Regions from separate parts of the Callithrix jacchus genome. Here region 2 is linked to region 1. Evidence: chromatin contacts called from public Hi-C data. All regions are on one chromosome and are shown on one strand. Each heading gives the region's core, a stretch centred on a gene start, on an enhancer-like site or on the middle of the called end of the contact. The rest is flanking DNA. Distances are from core to core; before and after follow the strand shown. Region 1 holds the start of TSHR (thyroid stimulating hormone receptor). Region 2 has its middle 79 kb from the start of GTF2A1.

Region 1 (4,914 bases), core at 1,714-4,213:
GTTTGTTTCAGCAGGGAATACCTTCCGTAACTTAGATACAGTCTTTCTTTTCCTCCTTCCCTCTCTTTCTTCCTTCCCTTCTTCTTTCCTTTCACTGCTAACTTCCTGTTTTCTGAGTTCTTGCATCTGACGAATAGCCCCCAAGGTTATCTGTTGGTTTATTGGACATGACTTGTTTTCAGACTTTTTTTCTCCAGAGCTTATGACCATCAGGGGAAAAGTGGTACGGTGAGACACACTTTTCATCTGCAAGTGGTGGCTTATGGGTGCAGGCTCCGTAGTGGATGATATGATATTTCAAATCCTGACTTTACTACTTACGAGCTGTGCAACATTGAGCAGATTACTTCATTTTTATTTTTTTGCCTCAATGTCTTCATCTATAAATGAGGGTAATAATATCACCTACTTAACTGGATTCGGTGAGGTTTCATTGGGTGAGTTCCTGCAACATGCTGAGAACAGGGCTCCCCCATAAGTAAACACAATATAATTATTAGATGTACATGTTTTGCTTCTCTCATACACTTTTTTGGGGGCAGCAAGAGTTCTACCACCCCCAAAAGAGTTGAAAATTTTTCTGCTGTTGCAGATGGTTGTAGCCATTGTTCAAAAGAGACTACCATATTGTTTTACCCACATTTTTCATCAAGTTTCTCTTTTCCATCTCAGAATAACTTTATTCTTCAGAACATACTTCCTCACTCCCCATTATTCTTCCTCACTCCCCATTAGTCTCAAGGTCCGATCCTCCTTGCCACTATCTTTACCCAATGACTTCTTGTGATTCAGTGCCTTCCCTCAGACTATTCTCATCAGTATCATGTCATGACCTAGAAAGTACCTAGTTGAACCTTCTCTTTCACCCAGAAGGAAATTTGGCTCCTTCCAATCAGTCATCTTACAAAGTTTCACAGTTAGTGAAGAAGGATTGAGGAGATTGCTGGTTTCCTGACTCTTGTTCCATTGCTCATTTTCCATTACCCTTTCTTTCTCAACTTTTGATGGCGTTTTAAACAGAATGTCTCTGAGTTTCTTTGCACTGTCCGAGCTACATCTCTCTTCAACGACTTGAATTTCTGCCCCTGTTAAGTCTCTGAAGAAGGGATGTCTTTGTATTTCTTTCTCCTCAACAGTGGACATCCAGAGACCTGGCATATTCATGTGTTCATTCATTCACTTAAGCTTTTTTTTTTTTGAGTGTCTAAGTAGTTCCAGGGTTTCAGGAATTCAGGGTTGAATGACAGTGTCCCCGTGTTAGAGAAGCTTGTGTCCTGGTTGTGTGGGCATGCAAATAAATAACAAGTTACAGGAAAGCAAACAATGCCGAAGGGATAAGCAGAGAACGCTTTTGGGAAGGAGGGTATACCTCACCCAGCCTGAGGGTCACAGGTCAGGAGAAGCTTCCTGCAGGGTTAATACAGAATCTGGATCTGGGACTAGGCATTAGCCAGAAGAAGACAAGGGGCAAATGTGCTTTAGGCAGAGGGGCTGGAATATGGGAAGGACGACAAGGGCAGCGGTAATAGCAGGGACCTTTGGGGAAGTGCCAGAAGTTCTTTTCAGTTGGAGGGTGAAGTTAGAGAAATTAGGAGCAATGAGGTTGGAAAGACTTGACTAGGTCTTGAAAGATCTGGTAGGCGGCACAAAAAAATTTTATTCTAGAGGTGACAGACAACCCATCTGGAGGTGTAATCAAGAGGGTATTACACCTTGTACACGTTTTATTCTGTGGTAGCAGCAAGGAGAATGACTACCACACTATTTGGAGGTTACTGAACTAATTAATTCAGGTGTGCTAAGAAAGGAGGGTATCTGAGAGCAAAGAAATACATCTCTGAGCTGACATATTCATCATCTACTGTTAAATAGTCTTAATGAGCTAAATTCTTGAGAAAATCTAGAAGTGCAACTTTCCCATTTCTTTTCATCTGCCAACATTTTCTTTAATAAGCTGCACTTTCTTACCTTAACTGGATTTAACTAGCCCAGGTTGTTTTACTAGCCTTTCTTTCTGTTCTATTTTTAACCAATCAAGAGAGACTTTATTCCCTTGCTTTTGTCTACAGTTTCAATGGTCACTGATCTAAATTGCTGTTAAGAAACAGATTGTGTGTGTACAATCTTATTTACCATCAGGTTTCTAATTTGGTAACATTTAACATGCAGATAAACGTACTATGCTTTTATGAAATTTCATTTCTTTATACCTCTACCATGCCTATCACAAAGCAGGTTCGGGATGCACTATTTCACTGGCAGTTCACATTTGAGTAAGTAACTTACACATGCTGTACAGACAGTTCATTTTAAAAAGGGGACCTGATTAAACTTTTGTCAACAATTTGATGAATCAGCAGAACTCCCATCTAGAAAAACAAAAAGAGGAAATACATATTTTTGCAATTTTTTATTACCCAAGATAAGCTCAAAGGGGTCCATTCCTGAGTTGCCATTATCCTTATTAATTCAAATAAAACAGATTTAACCAGGGTTAGGTAAAGTGCAGAATAGCAGCTTTTTGGAAAGAACAACTCTTGCTGTCATTGTACACCAAAGTTTTGTAACCTTTTCCTGTGTGTGTGTGTGCGTGCGCGCGCGCACACACACGCGCGCACACACACACGTACACACCTTCGGGCTGTTCTTGAGCAGCTTTTGTGCACTTCGGTCCACCTCTGCAGGTGCCTTTTGTCTCTGGGTCCTACCCTGACCTCTCCCGGGTACTCACAGAGTCTGCGTACTGGGCGGTAAGCTGGGGATGCGTTGAATATCCTTGCAGGTGACTCTGAAGTCCTCCTCCTGATGGCACTCGCAGGGTGGAGACAAACACCCCTTTCCGCCCAGGCCCCTGGGCAGGGCAAGCAGCAGCACCAGCTGCAGCAGGTTCGCCGGCCTCATTTTCCACGGGACCCGGGGCTATTTCTCCATCCTCCGCAGTCGCCTCATTCTCGGCCCTCTGCACCTCGGGTTACCCCAGGCCAAAGGAGACCCGGGAGCGGGAGGGGTGGGAAGAGGGAGGGCTCCAAGGGGTGTGACCTCACCGCTGTAGAGGAGGCTGGAGAAGGGGAAGAAGAGGCACTTAAGTGCTCCGCTTCCCTAGGCAACCTCGACCCAAACAAGCCTGCTTGCTGCACTCTCCTTGGCTGGACCCACGCAGTCCGCTCCGTCTGTTCCCTGACACCCAACACCCGTCCTGGCTGTCCCCTCTGTTTTTCAGCCCGCTCCCCCTCGCTTCTCCTATTAGTTCTCTCCAAAGTCTAGTTTAGATGCCCCCTCCTTTCCTCGTCTTTAATTCCAAGAAGCCACCATCCCTCGCGTGTAGCCTTCTAAACACCCTGTCTGCGGGGCACCCACTCGCACGCACTTCTTATCCAAAGTCCCCGCGGAGTGGACCGTCCCCGGGCGGACCAATGTCCTGCAGAACTTCAGCTCCTCCTGGCCAGAGACACTTTTGCTGAGAGTCGGAGTCCGGCGCGCAGCCTTGGCCAGCCCGCGGTGCGGCTGAAGCCGTCGCCCGCACCCCTGGCGGATCCTCGCTGCTACCCAGCTCCAGCGGCCACGCGCGTGCTGGAAATCGACTGGCAGCCGCAGCCTCAACCTGCAGCCAGCGGCTCCACGAGGCAATTCAGAAACTGGACTTTGGGGCCATCTGCTGGGATGAATCAGGAATGGCAGAAACAGTTCCAGGTTCCCTGAATGGGTTCAGTGTGGAAATTCTGGTCGGCCCAGGAATTTTATTGAGCCGTATTCTCTCTAGAACATGGGAAGAAAAATAATACTTAAGTGGCACACTCACCATTTTTTGCACAGTAGCCAAAAAATATCATTACAAACATAAATGAGATTGTGCCTATTTCCTTCTTAAAAGTCTTCAATTGCTTACTTATTCCTCTTGGGATAAAAGAAATGGCAATTCTTTCTATACTGCACAATTCTTTTTACATGAACTTGGCGAGGACAGGGAGGAAAACGCTGTGGTGATGGAAATCAGAAAAAAGATTAAGAAAGATTGACTGGAAAAAGACAGAGGGGATACACAGGGTTTCTATATCTTAATTAGGCTGGAGGTTAAGTGGATGTATACATTTATCAAAATTCATTAAACTGTACAGTTAAAATATGGGGATTCCAAATTTTACAGAAGCTTTATTCATAACCACTAAACGAACTAAATGTCTCTCAACTAGATAATGGATAAACACTGATACCTCCATATTGGAATACTGACCAATGAATGAATGAATACTGAAAAATGAATGGAGTGCTGATACAACATACACAAATCTTTTTGTTGTTGTTTTTGATCACCATGACATTGTTACAGAACAAATCTTGAATGCATAATGTTAAGTGAAAGAGGCCAAACTCAAAATATTATGTATTTATATGTAATTATTCATATTAATGATTCATTTATATAACATTCTCAAAAAGGCAAAAACTATAGGAACAGGAAAAAGATCAGTGGTTGCAAAGACCTGGGGTTCAGAGGAAAGGCCGACTAGCAAATGAACACCAGAGAATTTTATGGGTAATAAAACTGTTTTAAATCTTGCTTGTGGTGATGGTTCCATGATTTGTTAATGTGGTGAATCACAATGATCGAGTTTTGAATGTTAAATCCACCTTGCATTACAGGGATAAATCTCACTTGATCATGATGTATTTATCATCTTTTTAATAGACTTTTTAATTAGATTTGCTAAAATTCTGTTTAAAAGTTTTACATAGATGTTCACAAGGGATAGTAATCTGTTATTTTCTTTTCTGTAACTTTTTTGTCAAATTTTGGTATCAGGGCAATTAAGTCTTCATCACAGGGTAAATTGGGAAATAGTCCTTCCTCTTTACATTTCTATAGGAGTTTCTATAGAACTGGTATTATTTCTTTGCTACTTATTTGGTAGGAGT
Region 2 (4,914 bases), core at 851-3,350, 180 kb before region 1:
TTTAAAGTCTGTTTTATCTGATATAAGAATAGCAACTCCTGCCCTTTTTTGTTTTCCATTTGCATGATAAATCTTTTTCCATCTCTTTACTTTGAGCCTCTCAATTTCATTACATGTAAGGTGAGTCTCTGAAGACAACAGGCATTTGAGTCTTGTCTTTTTTCCAACTTGCGAGTCCCTGCCTTTTGAATGGAGCATTTAGAGCATTTACATTTAATGTTAGCACTGATATGTTAGATTTTGATTCTGTCATTGTGTTGTTAGCTGGGGGTGTTTTGTAGACTTGATTGTGTAGTGGCTTTATAGCGTCTTTGGGTTATATACTTAAGTGTGTTTTTGTGGTAGCAAGTGTTGTTCTTTCATTTCCATGTTTATCACTCCCTTAAAGACTTCTTGTAAAGCTGGTCTAGGGCTAATGCATTCCTTTAGCATTTGCTTATCTGGAAATATTTTATTTCTCTTTTGCTCATGAAGCTTAGTTTGACAGGATAGGAAATTCATGGTCAGAATTTCTTTTGTTTATGGATGATAAAAATAGGTCCCCAATTTTTTCTGGCTTGTGATGTTTCTGCTGAGAGGTCCACTGCTAGCCTGATGGGGTTCCCTTTGTAAGTAACCTGACTCTTCTCTAGCTGCCTTTAAGATTGTTTCTTTAATGGTTGCCTTGGTGAATATGATAGCATGCCTTAGGATCTTGTATCTTACAAAGTGTCTTTGTATTTCTTGAATTTGCATCTCAACCTCTTTAGAGAGATTAGGAAACTTCCCATGGACTATGTCCTCGAACGTGTTTTCCAAGCTGCTTACTGTCTCTCTTTTTCTCTCCAGGAATGCCAATGAGTCCCACATTATGCTATACTTCTCTAAAGATTTGTATACTTTAAAAAATTTTTTCTTCAGTTTTGTCTAATTGAATTGATTTGAAGAATCAGTTTTTGAGCTCTGAGATTCCACAGCTTGATCTCTTCCTCTGTTAATGCTTCCAACTGCATTATGAAAAAAATTTTTAGTAAATTTTTCAACTCCAGTTCAGTTTGGTTCTTTTTAAAAATGGCTATTTTGTCTTTCAGCTCTTGAGTTGTTTTACTAGATTCCTTGGATTGGGTTTCTACTGTATCTTGAATTGTGATGAGCTTTTTTGCTGTCCAGACTGAATTCTATGCCTGTCATTTCAGACATTTCTGGGGAGCTAGCATGCTTATTTGAAGGTAAGGGGACATTCTAACTTTTTGAATTGCCGGGGTTCTTATGCTGACTCTTCTGAGAGGGCTGGTGTTCCTTTGTCTTTTTGTTTTTATATTATTAATTTCCCTTGAGGGTTTAACTGTGGTATATGTTGAGTATGGTCAATTGGCTTCATTTCTGGTACTTTCAGAGGGCCAAGACTCTGTATGGGATGTTTATTTGTGGCTAGATTCTTTCTTTTTTTTTTTTTTGAGACAGAGTTTCGCTCTTGTTACCCAGGCTGGAGTGCAATGGTGCGATCTCGGCTCACTGCAACCTCCGCCTCCTGGGTTCAGGCAATTCTCCTGCCTCAGCCTCCTGAGTAGCTGGGATTACAGGCACGCACCACCATGCCCAGCTAATTTTTTGTATTTTTGTATTTTTAGTAGAGACGGGGTTTCACCATGTTGACCAGGATGGTCTCGATCTCTTGACCTCGTGATCCACCCGCCTCGGCCTCCCAAAGTGCTGGGATTACAGGCTTAAGCCACTGTGTCGGGCCATGTGGCTAGATTCTTGCTCTGGGTTTTATAGGTGCTGAAAATTTTTGGCATTGTAATTTTGACTGCAAACCAGTAGATGGCGCTTGAGTGATGGCGGCAGGCTCTAAGCGCTGACTTCTGTCTTTTGTATTCTCAGCCATGCTCCATAGTTCAGAGGAGAGAGATGATCCTTTCGCCAGATCCTCTTCTGGGCCTTAGGGAAGTCCCCTCCAATCACTGGAGCTGCACTTATGTTTCCTTTGTTAGATGTTCGGAGCTGTGGGACTCTTCCGCAGAGGCAAAGGCTTGCAGACAGACCACACCCTCCCCTGAAAGCGCCTGTGGAGAGAGGAATGCCTCATCCCGTGCTGGCCCGGAGCTGCATCTCACTCTTCGCGGTGTTCTCTGAGTGGAGGCTCCTCCTCTGCTTGTGCACCAGCTACAGATCTCGGCTTGGCTTAGCGCTCCTGAGCTGCGTGCTGCAGCCTTGGGGCATTGGGCTGTCTTTCGGCCCCTCGAGGTCAGACACCAGCTGTGCTGGGGGATCCAAAGTACTCCCAAGCTGCCTGGAAAGCATTCAGGCGGGGTCGCTAGCAAAAAACTCACACTGGGCAGCGGAGGCAGCACTGTGCACACACTCCTGCAGGAACAACCAGAGAGGGGCCCTGGGAGGGGCTGCGTGCAGGGGGTCCTGCAGAACATGTGCGCCCCAGTCCCGCAGGAAAGATAGTCCTGTTCTCTCTCGGCCCACTGGTAAGCTGAGGTCAGATGGGGTGCCCTGGGGGATGGGCGCCTATAGTCACCTTCCTCTGCAGCTGTCATGCACACAAAACCCTCTGGGTTCCCTGCAAACTGGAGCTCTGTCTCTGCCTACTCTGTGGGCAGATCCTCCTGCCAACTCAACTTTCTATGGGGCGCTTTCAACTCAACTTTCATAGGATCTCTTATAGCTGGGATCCCAGAAATATGTGAGGAGAGTGGGCTGCCCCATTGTCACTTTACTCACCCCTTCCCTAGGAGATGTTCTGGCCAGGAACTAGTCCTGGCACTCGGCCTGCGCGGGGTTCCCAGCTTCCTTCATCTTCAGCCTCGTGTCTGTGTTGCTGCTCAGCGGACTCTGTTTTCACTGCGAAGATCTGCTCACAGTATGTTGGTTTATGGAACATTTTGGTGTCTCGGTGGGAACAGCATGTATTGGCTGCATCTATTCAGATCTAATCAATATTTTTCTGGGAAAGATCATCTAATCAAGATGATCGAATCAAGGTGTTTCTGGGAGCAATGTAACAACAAGTCAAACACAAGAAGGCATCTCATCCTGAGTGAATAAATAGGGATAATGCCAAATGCTTTTTATGTCTGAGACACTACACATGTATGACTCTTCAACTCGGTGCACTAGGCTTTAGATTTCTCCCCATTTTACAGATAGGAAAATGGAGTCACAGAAAGACTGTAGACTTTGTTCAAAGTCACATGGCAAGTGAGTGGTGGAGTCGGGTTGGACCCAGTCTGACTTTGGAGGTGACGCCTTACCCACTAAGAGCAGGTTCCTCATTAAAAACAAGGATAGTGGCCTTGTTAGTGTATTCAGAGTGCTAAGGGGCAATTATTCGATCTAGGAACCTATACCCAGCTAAAAATCTTATTTCAGTCAGGATGAAATAGAGATATTTTAAAATAAAAACTGAAAGTGTTTGCTATTTACAAGTCCTAGACAGGCAGGAAAACCTAGTAAACAATGAACTTTAGAAAAAAAGATTATGGAAATTCAAAAGGGGACTAAAGAAGAAATGGAAAACTAAGAAATTGGTAAGCATGAATAAGTCAAAATATTGACTGTAAGAGAAAAATTAGCATGGAGAGTTTTAAAGGAAAGTGAAACAAATCTAACACACAACAACATTAAATTCTGTCATGAATTATAGACAATAAGGACCTCTGTGGAAAAAAACACACTCAAACTAAAAGTGCTTTTTCTATTCTCTCAACAACAATCAACACAGAAGATGTCTGTGACCAAGTTGGGGTGGAGGCGTTCTTCCCGCCACTAAGCAAGCAATAAATTCTACAGTTCTGCTGGGGTTTACCTGGAGGTAGTATCAGATCCCACAGTTTGGAGATTCAGTCCCACAAGACTGCCCCTGCTTCAGAGGTCAGTTGCAACTCCAGGCCTCCAGAATTTCTGACCAAGCAGCTTCAAGTTGAGGTTTCCATAGCTCCCTCTTTGGTTCAGTTCATTTGCTGAAGTGGGTCAAATAACCCAGGAAAACACTTACTTTCACTGGTTTATTATAAAAGATGTTAGAAAGGATACAGATGAAGAGAGACAAAGACAAGGTAGGGAAGAAGAGGCATGGAGCCTCCATGTCCTCCCTGGGTAGGCCACCTTTTAGGAACCTCCATGTGTTCCGCTATCCAGAAGCTCTCTGAACACTGGTCTCTTCCTTGGGCCTTTCATGGAGATGTCATTGAATAGGCATGACTGACAACTGTGTAGAAATGTGACTGGACAAAAAAGATGTGGTCTAATACTCATAGTCTGAGAGGGGAAGCCCAGTAAGGCCTGTCTGTCCAGATTCCTTTTGGCCTCTCTGTGTAGAACTCCTTCTTTTAGGGTATGGAACAAGATTGCTTCTGAAATGAGGGTCTTATGTCCCATAATCAGACAACATAGGTGAGAGAATTCCTTTATGGCCAGTGCCAAGATAGAAAGACAAAGGAAGATTTGATTCCTCACTTGAGGAACAAAAAAGCAGGTGTAAGGAGGGCAGGAGAGGATCAGAAAGAGATTCTGTTTTCACAGGCCTGCTCCTGAGCCCTAAAGCGCTCCAACATTGCACCAAGAGCTATTAGAGTTTTGATCCAGGAACATGGATGCAAACGTATATGTAAAACCGTGAACACACAATAATAATATTATTACAGGACCCTTTAAATAAACAAAGATATCTTTAAGCTTTTATTTCAGTTTAGTTGTCTCTCTTCAGGAGGATGGTCCAATAAAAAACTTCCTTACATATAAAGATAGAACAAAAACTCAAAGAAAAAAACAATGATGCCAACAATGTTTTTTGTCGATGCCACTATTATTACCCTCTTAGACCAAGTTGATTCTTCTTGGAAAACGCACACTTTGCTTATTTCATTTTTGTTTTTTTGCCTTGAATTGGTGGAAGTCTATAGATGACAAAGACTGTGTTCCTTC

What was found. A called contact is a pair of places that touch in the nucleus more often than the background predicts.
Region 2: a contact with region 1 is called in a Hi-C map of skeletal muscle, with 11 times the contacts expected there. The contact joins the enhancer-like site here to the promoter of TSHR in region 1. A contact is called at or near these places in 3 of 3 Hi-C or Micro-C datasets (induced pluripotent stem cells and skeletal muscle).

What each region holds. Positions count from the first base shown.
Region 1 is chr8:115,921,414-115,926,327 of calJac240_pri, reverse strand. It overlaps TSHR (thyroid stimulating hormone receptor), which reads right to left and starts at 2,963. Exons shown (of 9, transcript XM_035261205.3): 1 at 2,732-2,963. The coding sequence starts at 2,901. LOC144577239 reads right to left here. Exons shown (of 4, transcript XM_078333183.1): 3 at 3,368-3,695; 4 at 2,920-3,058. The coding sequence ends at 2,920.
Region 2 is chr8:116,103,862-116,108,775 of calJac240_pri, reverse strand. No RefSeq gene overlaps it. Among named protein-coding and RNA genes, the nearest start is that of GTF2A1, 79 kb to the left of the region's middle. Within about 2 kb of position 2,100, at least 4 of the 16 cell types and tissues checked have an H3K27ac peak or open chromatin away from gene starts, as enhancers often do.